Regions from separate parts of the Mus musculus genome. Here all the other regions are linked to region 1. Evidence: chromatin contacts called from public HiChIP or PLAC-seq data. All regions are on one chromosome and are shown on one strand. Each heading gives the region's core, a stretch centred on a gene start, on an enhancer-like site or on the middle of the called end of the contact. The rest is flanking DNA. Distances are from core to core; before and after follow the strand shown.

Region 1 (4,311 bases), core at 644-3,143:
TAACTCCTGTTCCAGGGGATCTGACTCCATATATGAAGGCAAAACACACCCAAAATATAAATCCTTCTAAAAAAATTAATGATCTGTGTAAAGAGATAAAATCTCTCAAGCGACCTTTGAATGGCCTTCATGGTTACAGCAGCTTTCCTCTGTCCTTGGTTAGTTATTCTTATATGCTTGTCTATACTGTTTAGTCTAGCCATGCAAACAATATATTCAACCCTGGCTTCTACTACAGCCACAGATTTCTCTTTGAGAAATAAAGATGGGGCAAGACATAGGAGGCACAGAGGTCCTGGTGCTCGTGGATTAGCACTAGAGGAACCAGACGTATTCAACACACAGGGTTGTCTCTGCAAGAGGAGAGATGTATATTCTGTGTTTGACCCAGAAAACTAGGAGCAGACATGGTTAATATCCAGGTGACGCGTGTGCTATGTGTGTGGCTGAGACCACACCAGACCCTCCTCCTCCAAGCACTTATCATGAGCTTGTTCTATAGAAACTATCTTTATGGAAAGTATCAGAAGTGCTTTATAAACAGCTTCAATGTGGCCATGTCTTAAGCTTTACTGTGCACATAGGATTAAATTAATTATCACCAGAAAAAAAAATGCTTAAATATCACCCCACCCAAATTACACAGGGTTTGAACCAACACCGATGACTTGGTCTTATTGAACCAAACTGCCGTCTTGCCTCTCCCAGATCATTATTCTCCTGTCTGTGGCAGATGCAGAGACACACCCAGAGCAGTGAAGGGTGTGTGCCTGGGTGGTGTATTCTAATGGCATGTGCAACCTCTGTTCTTCTACCCTCACCCGGGTGTCAGTAAGGAGTCTGGGGAGAGCGCACCTCCCACCCTGCCCCCAGTTCATTGGATCTCCCAAACCAGTCAGAACGTTCACTTAATGCAGGGGCCCTTCAAGCCATCTTCTTGGAGACCTCACACATATAAGCAGCCATCAGTATGGATTTGGAAACCCCTCCATCACACTCTACGTGTGGCAGATTTATTTAATGGGCCTTAATTTTTATTATATGTCAAAAATTTGCTTTCCAGGGCCCTTGGGTAGAGTCATAGCAGTAGCTGCTGCTTTGGTCTGTTTTTCTTGTGCCTGATACTGCCTGGATCTGACTCTCAGGAGACTCTGGAAGTTTCTAGCACTTCCCTCATTTTTCAGACGAAGGAGCAGCCACTCAGAAAGGCTTAATGCTCTATCACCGAGATTATTGCTAGCAGATGGTAGATTCTAAACGTTAACTCCAGTATTCTGCTGTTGTGGATTCTCCTTAACCATGAGGCCTCAACTCAAATGGAAAGGATTGCCAGTTGCCTGACCCCACTCCCCCATTCATGTTCTCTGAATACTCTCCCGGAGGAACCAATTTCACTCCAGCAAGCAAAGACGGTCTTTCTCAGGCTTGCTTTCGTCTAAGCTCACTCTGCAAAGCAGAAGCTGTAGACAGTGTCTTCTGGGAAGGCTGACTAAAAGAATACTTGCAAGCCCCTGTTGGTCTTTTTCTCTTGCCTCCTGCCTAAAGCTTGGAGGTTTAGGTACCATCTTGGACCACAAGGTGTCCTCAGAAATGCTACTTCATGGATAAGAATCAACAAAGCTGAAAGGTAGACACCTAGGCTCCTCGGGTTCGTAAACAGCATGCCAACCCTTGGACTGTTATTCCAGATGTAACTTTAGCCTTTCATAGCATCTAAGCCACTTGTGGCCTCCTGGTCTCTGCAGATGGTGCCAGTGCTAACATGCACCATGCTTATTTTGAGTTGTGTTTCTTGGATTTGACTCTTACGTGCTTGTCTTATCCATGTTTAATTTCCTCCTTTCAGCCCCATTTCCCTTCCACACCCCATTCCCGAGGGATGAATGTTCTCTGCCACAGTGACCTTTTCCACACTCCCCTGGCCTCTCCCTTTCTGGATCAGACACGACCAGGAGCACAGACCTGAACTCTGTGTTCCTTATGGCAACGTTCCAAACAGCGTTAGGAATGTCTCAAACAACAGTTGTTCAGACAGAGCCATGGCTTGGTGTAAAAGGCACCAATCTACCAGAAGAGTAAGGAAGTGGACCTGAGTCTCCATCCTCAGGCTACAAGGTGGGGAGCTGGAGAGCCGCAGGTGATATAAGATCCCTGCCTTAGCCGTCATGGCTTTCCTGCTTCAGGAGGAGCAGATGGCATCGTAATGGCCTGTGACTATTGTCTATTTCTTTAAGCACCATGCAAGAAGAGCTCAGCTCCCCCTTTGAGGCTACAGTGTGCACTGAGTTGGAGAATGGCTCTGCTGATACATTCCTACATATATCCTCTCCTTTAGAAATTTTGCTTCTTTGTTTCCTCCTTCCTGTGCAGAAGGACATGAAGGGGGATGCACAACCCTCTGTTTTTGAGGTGAGGTGAAGAGTGTGGTGACTGGCTAGTGCCACACTGCCGCTCACTCTATGAAGAAAGCAGTAAGGCAAATTGTATCTTGGATATTCTAAGTTTCTGGGCTAATATCCGCTTATCAGTGAGTGTTTATCATGTGTGTTCTTTTGTGATTGGGTTACCTCTCTCAAGATGGTGGCCCAGAAGCTCAGAATACCCAAGATACAATTTGCAAAACACATGAAGCTCAAGAAGAAGGAAGACCAAAGTGTGGATACTTCGCTCCTTCTTAGAATGGGGAACAAAGTACCCATGGAAGGAGTTACAGAGACAAAGTTTGGAGCTAAGACAGAAGGAAAGACCATCCAGAGATTGCCCCACCTGAGGATCCATCCCATATACAACCACCAAACATAGACACTATTGCATATGCCAGAAAGATTTTACTGACAGGACCCTGATATAGCTCTCTCTTGTGAGGCTAGTCCAATGCCTGGCAAATACAGAAGTGGATGCTCACAATCATCTATTGGTTGGAACACAGGGCCCCTAATGAAGGAGCTAGAGAAAGTACCCAAGGAGCTAAAGGGGTCTGCAACCCTATAGGAGGAACAACGATACGAACTAACCAGTACCCCCCAGAGCTGTGTCTCTAGTTGCATATGTAGCAGAGGATGGCCTAGTCAGCCATCAATGGGAGGAGAGGCCCTTGGTCTTGGGAAGATCATAAGCCCCAGTACAGGGGAATGCCAGGGCCAGGAAGCAGGAGTGGGTGGTTTGGGGAGCAGGGCGGGGGGAGGAAGAGACTATAGGGGGCATTGGGGATAGCATTTGAAATGTAAATGAAGAAAATATCTAATAAAAAATCATGAAGATGAAAAAAAAAAAGAAAGAAAGCAGTAAGGCAGATCGTTTCTGGACTCAAATACCAGAAGGTGTGGGGAAGTAGGGTGGACTTGCGTGCTGTAGGAGTCCTCAGGTGACATTTAGAGTTCTGTCTGCCACCACAGATATTTATCTGCTATGACTTGTTCCCCTAATTAGTAGTTCTCATAACATTTTTATTTATTTTTATGTGCATGTGAATCATATGTGTGCAGTGTTCAAGGAGGCCAGAAGAGGGCATTAGAGCCTCTGGGACTGGCATTACAGATGGTTGTGAGCCGCCATGTGAGCGCTTGGAACTGACTCTTGGTCTTGTGGAAGAACAGCAAGTGCTCTTAATCACTGACTCATTTCTCCAGCCCTCTTTAACTAGTAATTCTTGAGACTTTACATTTGCTTAATGCAAATGTCTGTATTGGTGTTGTATTTAACATAAACAGTTATAGGTTCCACATTATGTCTGCTAGTCATGTGCTTTTGTGTAGCAGCGGCATCCTATCCTGCCAGTCACCTAGGAAGCAATGCTGGCTCCAAAAAGTAGAATATTGCAGCTAGTTAGATTTAAAAGTGTGTGTGTGTGTGTGTGTGTGTGTGTGTGTGTGTGTGTGTGTGTGTGTGCATGTGTGTGTTGTATATATGTGAGTTGCATATATGTAGTATAACTTGCCATTAGTACTTGCCCAGGTCACAAGGCAGTCTAAATGTTGCTTATAGTCCATTTGTCCTCAGGTGGAGGGGACAAGTGACTTTGCTAAAAGACATTGGGACAGTTGATCATCCTAATTGTGCTCTTCTTGCCTCTCCCAGATAAAGGGACGATGTCACCAAGAACAAAATGTGGATGACAGTTAAATCACTATGACGAATCTGCTGGAGGAGAGTTAGAGACATGGGTGGGCCATGAAGTAGGAAAGGACTCCCTGAGATGTCAGCTTCTTGTCCCCAGAAGACATTACAAGGAGAAACAGCAGGAAGGTATATGAAAGCAGGGTATCTGCCCATTGCTAAGAGGGGAAGTGTGGGATCCAGGGACCTATCAGA
Region 2 (4,311 bases), core at 927-3,426, 890 kb before region 1:
GTCCTAAAAGACAAGTGGCATGCAAGAGCAAGAGAACATGGACCTAGCAACAGTACCCAAGGAAGATATTTCTGATTTCTGTTAGTAGCCAGACTCAGAGAATAGGACAATGTGACCCTCCCTAATATAACAGTCTGGGCTATACAAAACAAATGTGGAAGTTAAAAAAAAAAAAAAAAGACAGTACAGAAATAGTTCCTAATCTTTCAACTGCATGCAGCTCAGAGCGTGTGACGGCATCCCAGGCCGTCCTGCCATCTGTTATCTGACCACCGATGCAGCAGTTACCACGGAGGTTCTGTTCAGGCAGCCCTCACATTTGATGGTGGCCTCAAACCTCTGGAATAGGGACTGTCGATTTGGGTGGCTGAGAGAAGCCATGAAGTCCTTGCTTCCTTGACATCTTTCTACAGAGACCAGGCCCATCTATCTACAAGTATCAATCCTCCTGCCTCAACCTCAACACACTACAGGTGTGTCCCACTATGCCTGCTATAGACAAAATTCTATAAGAAGCCATCCTCAAAGCTGGTGCTAGTGATCATTCCAAGATTCAAATCTAATCAAGTCTCTTTCCTGCCTCCAACTCCCCAGTAGGTACAACGTTTGAGAATGACGCCTGAATTGTTTGTCCAACAGTAAGTAGTCTTGGTAAAGGAATCCCCTCCTCGTCTCTCCAGCTCAGAGTCATTAGGGCACACACACCGTAAGCTACTGTTTAACTAAACTATCTGAAGTTGCCACAGTCCGCCATGTTTTCTCCCTGTGCCCTCTACCGCTGTGCGGAATGTTCTCCGTGCTGAAGTACCCTTCCTTACATCAGCGGACAACCTTGCCATCTAAAGTCTTAATACCTTAAGGTAAAGGTATTAAGGACCCTGTCAGGACCCTGCCTACATACTCTCCCAAAAGTGAGTAGGTATTGCTCTCTTGCATCCCTCTGCACACAGCACACCTCCTGCACTGGTCAAACTGTACCCAGCCACCTATTCATGTGGCTCTCTCACTAAGCCCAAAACTCTCCTACAGCCAGGAACAGCACTTCTAGGCCTTGTGTCATTAGCACGGAACCTGAAACATAGTATTCAAAGACAAAGGAAAAGTTAAAAAGTTAAAAACCCTGAATCAAACAGACCAGAAAATAAAGAGGGAACCATTCTGTATTAACATTTCATTCTAACCAGGCATTGGCTCACACCTTTAATCCCAGCAGGTGGGAAGCAGAGGCAGGTGGATGTCTGTGAGTTCAAGGCCAGCCTGGTCTACAAAGCCAGTTCTAGGATAGACTGTTATACATAGAAAAACCCTATCTCAACAAAGAAAAAGAGAAAAAAAAATCATTGTACTTTCAAACACTTATTCATTATCTCCCCCTGATTTTACACACAAATATTTGATAACTGTTTGAATCTATATCAAAAGGAAACATTATTGCCAGGTGTGGTGACACACAACTTGAATCCCAATACTAGGGAGACAGAGGCAGGAGGAGCTCTGTCATCCCAAAGCCAGCCTGATGTACATAGCACATTCCAAGTCAGGATGAGCTACAAACAAATAAAAATAAAGTTAAAAATAAAAATAGCAGAATTCATCAAGGGGGCAACGGCCAGCACAGGGAGAGCAATGACTCCGTCATGGGATGAGTGCACGTCAAGTACAGTGAAAGTGTCTTCATCCACAGAACAAACGCTATACTCTCCCAGCACAATAGATGGAACCAGCCCCTCTTAATGGCTCATCACAAGGGAGAACACTATCCCAGTCAGAATCAAAACTGGGATTTTGAGGTTTTAAACCAACCATAGCCTGTTCCGTAAGTAAGCTCGCATGCACCCCCAATCATCAGACGTGCCAACCTTAGAGCCAGGCACTGGGAAGGCTGAGGCAGGACTAGCTCAGGTTCCAAGCCGAGGTGGGGAACTTCGTGAGTTCTAGGCCAGTTTGAGCTCCAGTATGAAAACAGTGAGATAAAATGCTAGTCCCTGTGGAATCAGAGCTGGGGTGGAGGACTGTGGGTAGTTTGGGGGGGACCTCTTCCCCTTCACACCGCAACAAGCACCACCTTCTGAGTTGTCCTTGCAGGGCCCGTGATCTTCCTGCAGGAGGGTGGCTGAACCAAGCGGAGAGAAATAACTTTATAGTCTGTCTGACTCATAGTTTGCCCTTTGCTCCTCCCAAAAGAAATAAGCTCTTAATGGTCCATCGTTTGATGACCAAGCACTAACTCATCCTCCTCGATCCCCTTGGTGACTAACTCGTTCCTTCCTTCATCATGAAACCGTCTAAAACTTTAATATAAACACAAGAAAATGAGTCTAATTTTTATGACTTCTCCTCAACCCAGGATATCCTAAGAAATAATAATAATAATAATAAACCTGCAATGCAAACTGAATTACACAAGAGAGACTACACTCTCCCAGCCCTTAGTAGAAGCAGAGAAGATATTATAGGCTTTTGTCATCCTGTGGCTGTAATTAAGATTGGAAAACAGCCTACAGTATTCCCCTCTAAGAGGGTGGATTGAATCCCTACGACCATCCTCAGGCCCCACTGGTGTGCTCGCCTGAAAGTTCCTCTGCATATTTCCTGCTTCCCCAGGGATGTTTTCCTACTTTCAACTGCTTACTGCTCAGTCAAAACCCCTCCTCTCAAATCCAAGCTTCTGTCTCTTGTTCTGACTTACAGGTTCCATTTCTCTATTCTCTCCTCTTTTCCCTTCTCCAGATCCCAATATTATAAACTCAATGACTCACTGGGAAAACACAAATAAAAAATAAAAACTTGACAGCGGTTCACCATGATTAAAAAGGGGAAAACGGACTGCAACAACAACCCGCCTCCATTCTCAACACCTATTCCCTGGGTGTCCATGACCTGCTCAGGAAGCGCTTACTGAACACTGTAGGCTTTGATGGTCAGTTAGATCCCAGGCTCAGTTGGGGGTGGGGGGAGGGAGGGGTGTTCACTCATTTCTGTGCTTGTCTTTGCTCCACACCTCAGGAGAGGCTCTCTCTCCTATGTGGGCAGCCTCTACCAAAAGGAACACACACACTCTCATTTATGATGGCTTGACTGAATGATTTTTTTTTCCCCTTACAATAGGTTGAAACATATGTGCATTTAATGAATCCTATATAACCCACACTTGGAAATGGGAATCTGGAGCCAGTGGGTAAAAGCGCTTACCTCGATGGTAAGGCTGGTAATCTGGGTTTTATCTCTGAGATCCACGTTACGGGGGAAAGCGACAATTGACTCCACAGAGTTACCTTCTGACCTCCTCATGCCTGCCAGGGCATGCACACACCCACCCAGATCTAACACACACAAAATGATACTTCTTTTAACATGAGGCCAGGTATGGTAGTGCACAATTTTAATCCAGCCCTTGAAAGACTTGAATGGCAGAGGCAGGCTGATTTCTGTGTGTTCAAGGCCAGCCTGGTCAACAAAGAGCTACATAATGAGGCCCAGTCTCAAAAAAAAAAAAAAAAAGTAACATTAAAAAAAGAAAAGAAGAAAAAGCCAGACAGGATGGCACAGGCCTTTAATCCTAGCAGTCAGGAGGCAGAGGTAGGCAGGTCTTGGTGAATTTGAGGCCATCCTGGTCTACAAGCTCCAAGACAGCCAAGACTACACAGAGAGAAAATGACCCTACCTAGAAAGAAAGAAAGAAAATAAATAAAAAAGGAAGGGAGGGAGGGAAGGAAGAGGAGGAGGACAAATGAAAAAGAGAAAGAAAAGAAAAAGATGCAAAACTGGGAGATTAGTGAGGTGGCTCAGTAGGTAAGGGCACAAATACTTCAATCCCTGAAACCTGTGCTTGAAAGAGAAACCCAACTCCTGAGCCTAGAAAAGCTGTTGTCTGATCTCTACAGATGTGCCTTTTCAGACAAATACACATGCACACACACACATGTACACACACACACACCACAAAACATCTCTTTTGGTTTTCTTGTTGTTGTTGTTGTTGTTATTTTTTTGTTTTGTTTTGTTTTAATGTAAATTTTGATCCTTCGCCAAAATAATAATGTATGGAAAGTTACTTCTGCCCTTCTCAGCCTCAAGCCGGAGGCTGATGCTCTATAGCATATCATGTGGCTAAACTAAGATGTCACCAAGTTAAAATGCATTTTGATTTTTCGTATTTTTGACTTATACTGGGTCCAGTGGACACAGCTTCCTTATAAGTCAAAAGCAGAGGATCCCCAAACAGAATGATAAAGGCCAGGTGTATTTTAAATGTTTACAAAACGCCCAAGACGGATGACAGCACTGGGCTGACCTCAAGAACAATTGCAT
Region 3 (4,311 bases), core at 663-3,162, 840 kb before region 1:
ACCCACAGGCATGTATAGGTGGAAGGAGAGAACCAACTCCAAGTTCATAAGTTTCCCTTTGACCTCCAAACCCATTCCTCAATATATTCCCACCTCATTAATAATAAATAATTTAAATTTAAATTTATTCCTTAAAAATGAAAGGGCCAATGATTCTTTCTTTTGGAGCGTGGGGTCACCATGGTCTTGCTATAGCCCAGGCTAGCCCCAAACTGGTGACCCTCTCGCTCCTGCTTGAGGAACGTTGGGATTACAGGTATGCACTTCGACATCTAGCTTGAAGTGTAAGTTTTAAACCACTGGTCTCAAGGAATGGGACAATGAACGTGCTGGTGAATCCCGCTCTCCCTACCTTCCTTCCTTTACTACAAACAACCAGGCCTGAGAACACAGAGACAAAGAGGCTGGAGTCTGACAGGCGGCTCTTCTGTTCCCTAGAACCTCTGTTCTCTTGTTTTGCTTAGTTTAGGGCGTATTATAAGCAGCCTCCTAGTTCACAGGAGACGTTAGCTTCATTGCAGTTTGTCTGAAGAAGATGGCTAAGCATCCTGGTATGCCCAACATGGTTATTAATAGTGCCTCCCCAAGGCCCCCAGTCCATGTGCTAGCACGGATGGTAAATGACATCCTTGTTCTAGGCCTAGAGGAACCTTAATGAGTATGCACAGGGCGGGAGCAAGGATAGGCAGAACTTGTTATGTGTACTGTTCTGCACAGGGAAGAGAAGTCTAAATACCACTGGCAACAACCAGAAGCTGCTCTGGGCTAAAGTGACATAGGAATGACCGGAGACAATTCTACTCCTTCAATGTATTTCATAAATGGAAATCAAGAATTGGGGGCATGGAAACCTTGGGAGATAAAGACTGATTAATGTCCGTTCTCTCACTAACGACAATGACAGCAGCGAAAAACATGGTCCTGGCACCTACATGATCATTTTCCTTATGTCTGCTACTGCCTGTCATCTTGGAGAAGCTATTCAGAATCGTTGAATCTCGCTTTACCCACAAGTGAGTAAGACTTGATAGCTCCCAGCTGGAATCGCTACAATCCAGAGACGGAGGCAGAAATATCCTGGGTTCAAGGTCAGCCTGTGTTATATTTCACCCCATAGTGAGACCTTGTCTCAAAAGCAAGTTAGAGCTGCTTCTTTTAGTCATAGGGAGTTGAAATACGAATATGAAAAATTTAGCAGTGTGGCCAGGTGCTCAGTAATGGCACGCATGATGGTTCTGTCCATGGTTCAAGATCAAATGAGTTTGAAACAGTGGAGGCCATGTGGAAACCGAGGCAAAGGAAAGAGCGCTCTCTCTCTCTCATCTCTCCTCTCTCTCTCATCTCTCCTCTCTCTCTCTCTCTCTCTCTCTCTCTCTCTCTCTCTCTCTCTCTCTCTCTCTCTCCCCTCTCTCCACCCTCTTTTCTAGATTCTAGATCTAAAGCTCCCTCTCCCATCTGTCTCCTGTACTCAGAAAACTCAACATCACAAACTGTTTTGTAAATGGAAAAGAAAACAGAAGACCCAGAGGGCCAAGGAATGATTAAGCCTGATCAGGAAAGGCAGAGGCCCAGTCTGAGGTGACAAAACTGAAAGAGAAAGAGAGGGCAAGGAAAAGGTGTTGAGGGAGGGAGGGGTAAATAAGAGGCCAAGCTGTGCCCTCTAGTAGGAACCTGTCTAGTTTGAGGCCCGGTGGCTTCCCCAAAGGTCTTGCAAGTGTTCTGAGGTGGGGGAAGGAAAGTCTTAAGGAAAGAACAGTGCTGTTCATGTAGCTGCTCCCTCTCGGCATCCAGACTGCTGTTTGGGTGGGCGGGATGAAGAAATACTATTCTGTTAAAGTGAAGAGCTTTGAAGTGGAGACAAACACAATCTGGTAGTATTACAGAGGCAGTACTCACCCCGATGACTCACTCTCTGGCTCCCACACAGCAGAGATGAGAGGTAACATTAGTGACCTTGAAGATGTTGGCCAAGTATACAGAAGCCCGGAGACTCAATTTTTCAGATGAGTGTGTGTGGTGTGGTGTGTATGGTGTATGTATTTGTGTGTATGTGTGTGTGTGTGTGTGAGAGAGAGAGAGAGAGAGATGTGTCTGGTGTATGTGTATGGTGTCTGTGCATGGAGTGTGTACAGTATGTATGTGCATGGTATCTATATGTAAGCTACGTATATAGTGTGTATTATGGTGTGTATATGTATGGTGTGTGTATGTATGGTGTGTGTGTGTGTAGTGTATGTGTATTGTGTGTATATGTATGGTGTGTGTATGTGTATGGTGTATGTGTAGTGTGTAGAGTATGTGTGTGTATGGTATGTGAAGTATATGTGTGTATGGTGTGTGTGTATTGTATATGTGTGTGGGGTATGTGTGTGTGTGGTGAGTGTGTCTGGAATGTGTGTTTGTGTATGGTGTGTGCATAGTGTTTATGGTGTGTGTGTGTATGTATATGGTATGTGTGCATATGGTGTGGATGTGTGGGTATGTGGGTGAGTGTGGGTGGTGTGTGGGTGGTGTGTGGGTGGTGTGTGGGTGTGGAGAGTGAGAGAGACTTGGAGAGTAGGGAAAGCCATGTAAGAGAAATAGGACTCCACAGTGAGCAATTCTTAATAGCGAGCACAATATCCTATTAATATGGAAACAGCTGACTCAACTGAGTGACAGGAACACTGAATTTACCATTATGAGCAGGTCTGTGCTCAAAGCACCGAGAAGGCAGTTGGGTGTGGGAACATTTAAGAGAACCCTTCCTAGCTAAGAGGTAAGTATGGAAACAGTCCCTTTACCCGAGTACACGTTTCTTCCAACATTTCCATTCATCAGTATGGCATGAATACACTTTGCTGGGAGTAACTATACCCTTGTTCCAAGCCACATATAGATAGAGACAAGATTCAAGCAGATGCAGTCACCAGACCTTTGACAACATGCCATAGAAAGCAGACAGTAATAAAAGGGCATACGGGGACCTGCAGATGTGCAGCAGCTGTACAACGGCCGCCACTCAGGGCCTGAAACCAGCTGGCCCCTGTGTGCTACTGAAATGTTTTAGACATGGAATCCAGCCAGTTTTAGGTTGATATATATATATATATATATATATATATATATATATACATATATGTATATATATATATATACACACACACATATACATATATATATATTAAGAGTTGTGCATGCAAACCTCAAAGAAAAAAATAAAAAGCAAACTGGGAAATCATTCGAAGCTGATTAGGAAAAGAGGACTTGGAGAGCTGTGGGTGAAGAGGTTCAGGGATAGGGTTAGAGCAGCTGCCAAGAGCAGAGTAGAGGTAGACTGGAGACCCCCAGGCCCACTCAGTCTATTCCTCATGGAAGCATTCAAGGCTTTTATAGTTGTGTTTCAGATTCTTTTTGTCCCTCAGTGTCTTTACCATATTGAAAGCACTAATTTTTTTTTATGGATACACACTATACTTATAGCAAGTGAGGTGTGGTCTGCTTAGAATACATGACTATAATTAAAACCAGCACACAAACAAGAGGTCTCTAAAATTTTATTTTATGTTGGGTTTTTTTTTTTTCCCTTGCTCAAGATGTTGTAAGGAAGAGGCTTTGTTCCAAGAAAAGCTGTCTTTTCCAGTTGTGGAGAACTGGAAGGTAGGAGGTGCTCACACTCTGGTGCCATTGGTGCTTGTCTTTGGTTTGTAGCCATTCAGCCCTGTTCTCCCTCATTAGCCTGCTGTGGATACCGCTCACACAGGCACCCAACATCGCTGTAACCACGTTCACATTTAACCAACCCTAAACCCAATCCCAAGTCGGCAAATACTAGATTTGGCTTGTTCCAGGAAGCTACCTCTAAAAGAATTAATTGGAGCCATAGATCCCTTGTGTTAACTACTGTCACAAGTATGTTTATTTATGTGTGTGGGTAGTGGGAGGGGGGGCAGTTTAAGAGGTTCTGTCTACAAGATGGTTTTGGCTACAAGTAAAAGGGTATACATATTTCTCTCTCTCTCTCTTTCTCTCTCTCTCTCTCTCTCTCCCTCCCTCTCTCTCTCATACACACACACTAACATATATATGCACAATCACACACAAAGACACACACATGTACATACACATGCACAAACATGAACACACACACACACACACATACACATGCCTGCCTAGAATTTGATGAGTCTGAAATTCAGGCAGTTTAACTAAACACATATTGACCACACTGGCCATGTGCCATGCCAAGAGTCCTGTGGCATGCTGGGAATGTTTGTGTGAATGAGATGACACGCTGCCTTCAGGAGGCTTATATTCCGTACTGGTGGATTC

The links. HiChIP or PLAC-seq counts read pairs in DNA pulled down with a chosen protein or histone mark.
Region 2: a contact with region 1 is called in a FOXA1 HiChIP or PLAC-seq map of pancreatic cancer cells. The contact joins two enhancer-like sites. A contact is called at or near these places in 2 of 115 datasets of contacts at active chromatin or transcription factors (astrocytes and pancreatic cancer cells) and 1 of 9 other capture datasets (embryonic stem cells).
Region 3: a FOXA1 HiChIP or PLAC-seq map of pancreatic cancer cells shows a contact between it and region 1. The contact joins two enhancer-like sites.

What each region holds. Positions count from the first base shown.
Region 1 is chr2:59,430,093-59,434,403 of GRCm38.p6, forward strand. No RefSeq gene overlaps it. Among named protein-coding and RNA genes, the nearest start is that of Gm46743, 12 kb to the left of the region's middle. Within about 2 kb of position 1,894, at least 26 of the 459 cell types and tissues checked have an H3K27ac peak or open chromatin away from gene starts, as enhancers often do. A contact at or near this core is called in pancreatic cancer cells, where this site is marked.
Region 2 is chr2:58,544,330-58,548,640 of GRCm38.p6, forward strand. All of the region lies in intron 1 of Acvr1 (activin A receptor, type 1), which reads right to left. Among named protein-coding and RNA genes, the nearest start is that of Acvr1, 20 kb to the right of the region's middle. Within about 2 kb of position 2,177, at least 47 of the 459 cell types and tissues checked have an H3K27ac peak or open chromatin away from gene starts, as enhancers often do. A contact at or near this core is called in pancreatic cancer cells, where this site is marked.
Region 3 is chr2:58,587,934-58,592,244 of GRCm38.p6, forward strand. It overlaps a transcript of Upp2 not described here. Among named protein-coding and RNA genes, the nearest start is that of Acvr1, 23 kb to the left of the region's middle. Within about 2 kb of position 1,913, at least 64 of the 459 cell types and tissues checked have an H3K27ac peak or open chromatin away from gene starts, as enhancers often do. A contact at or near this core is called in pancreatic cancer cells, where this site is marked.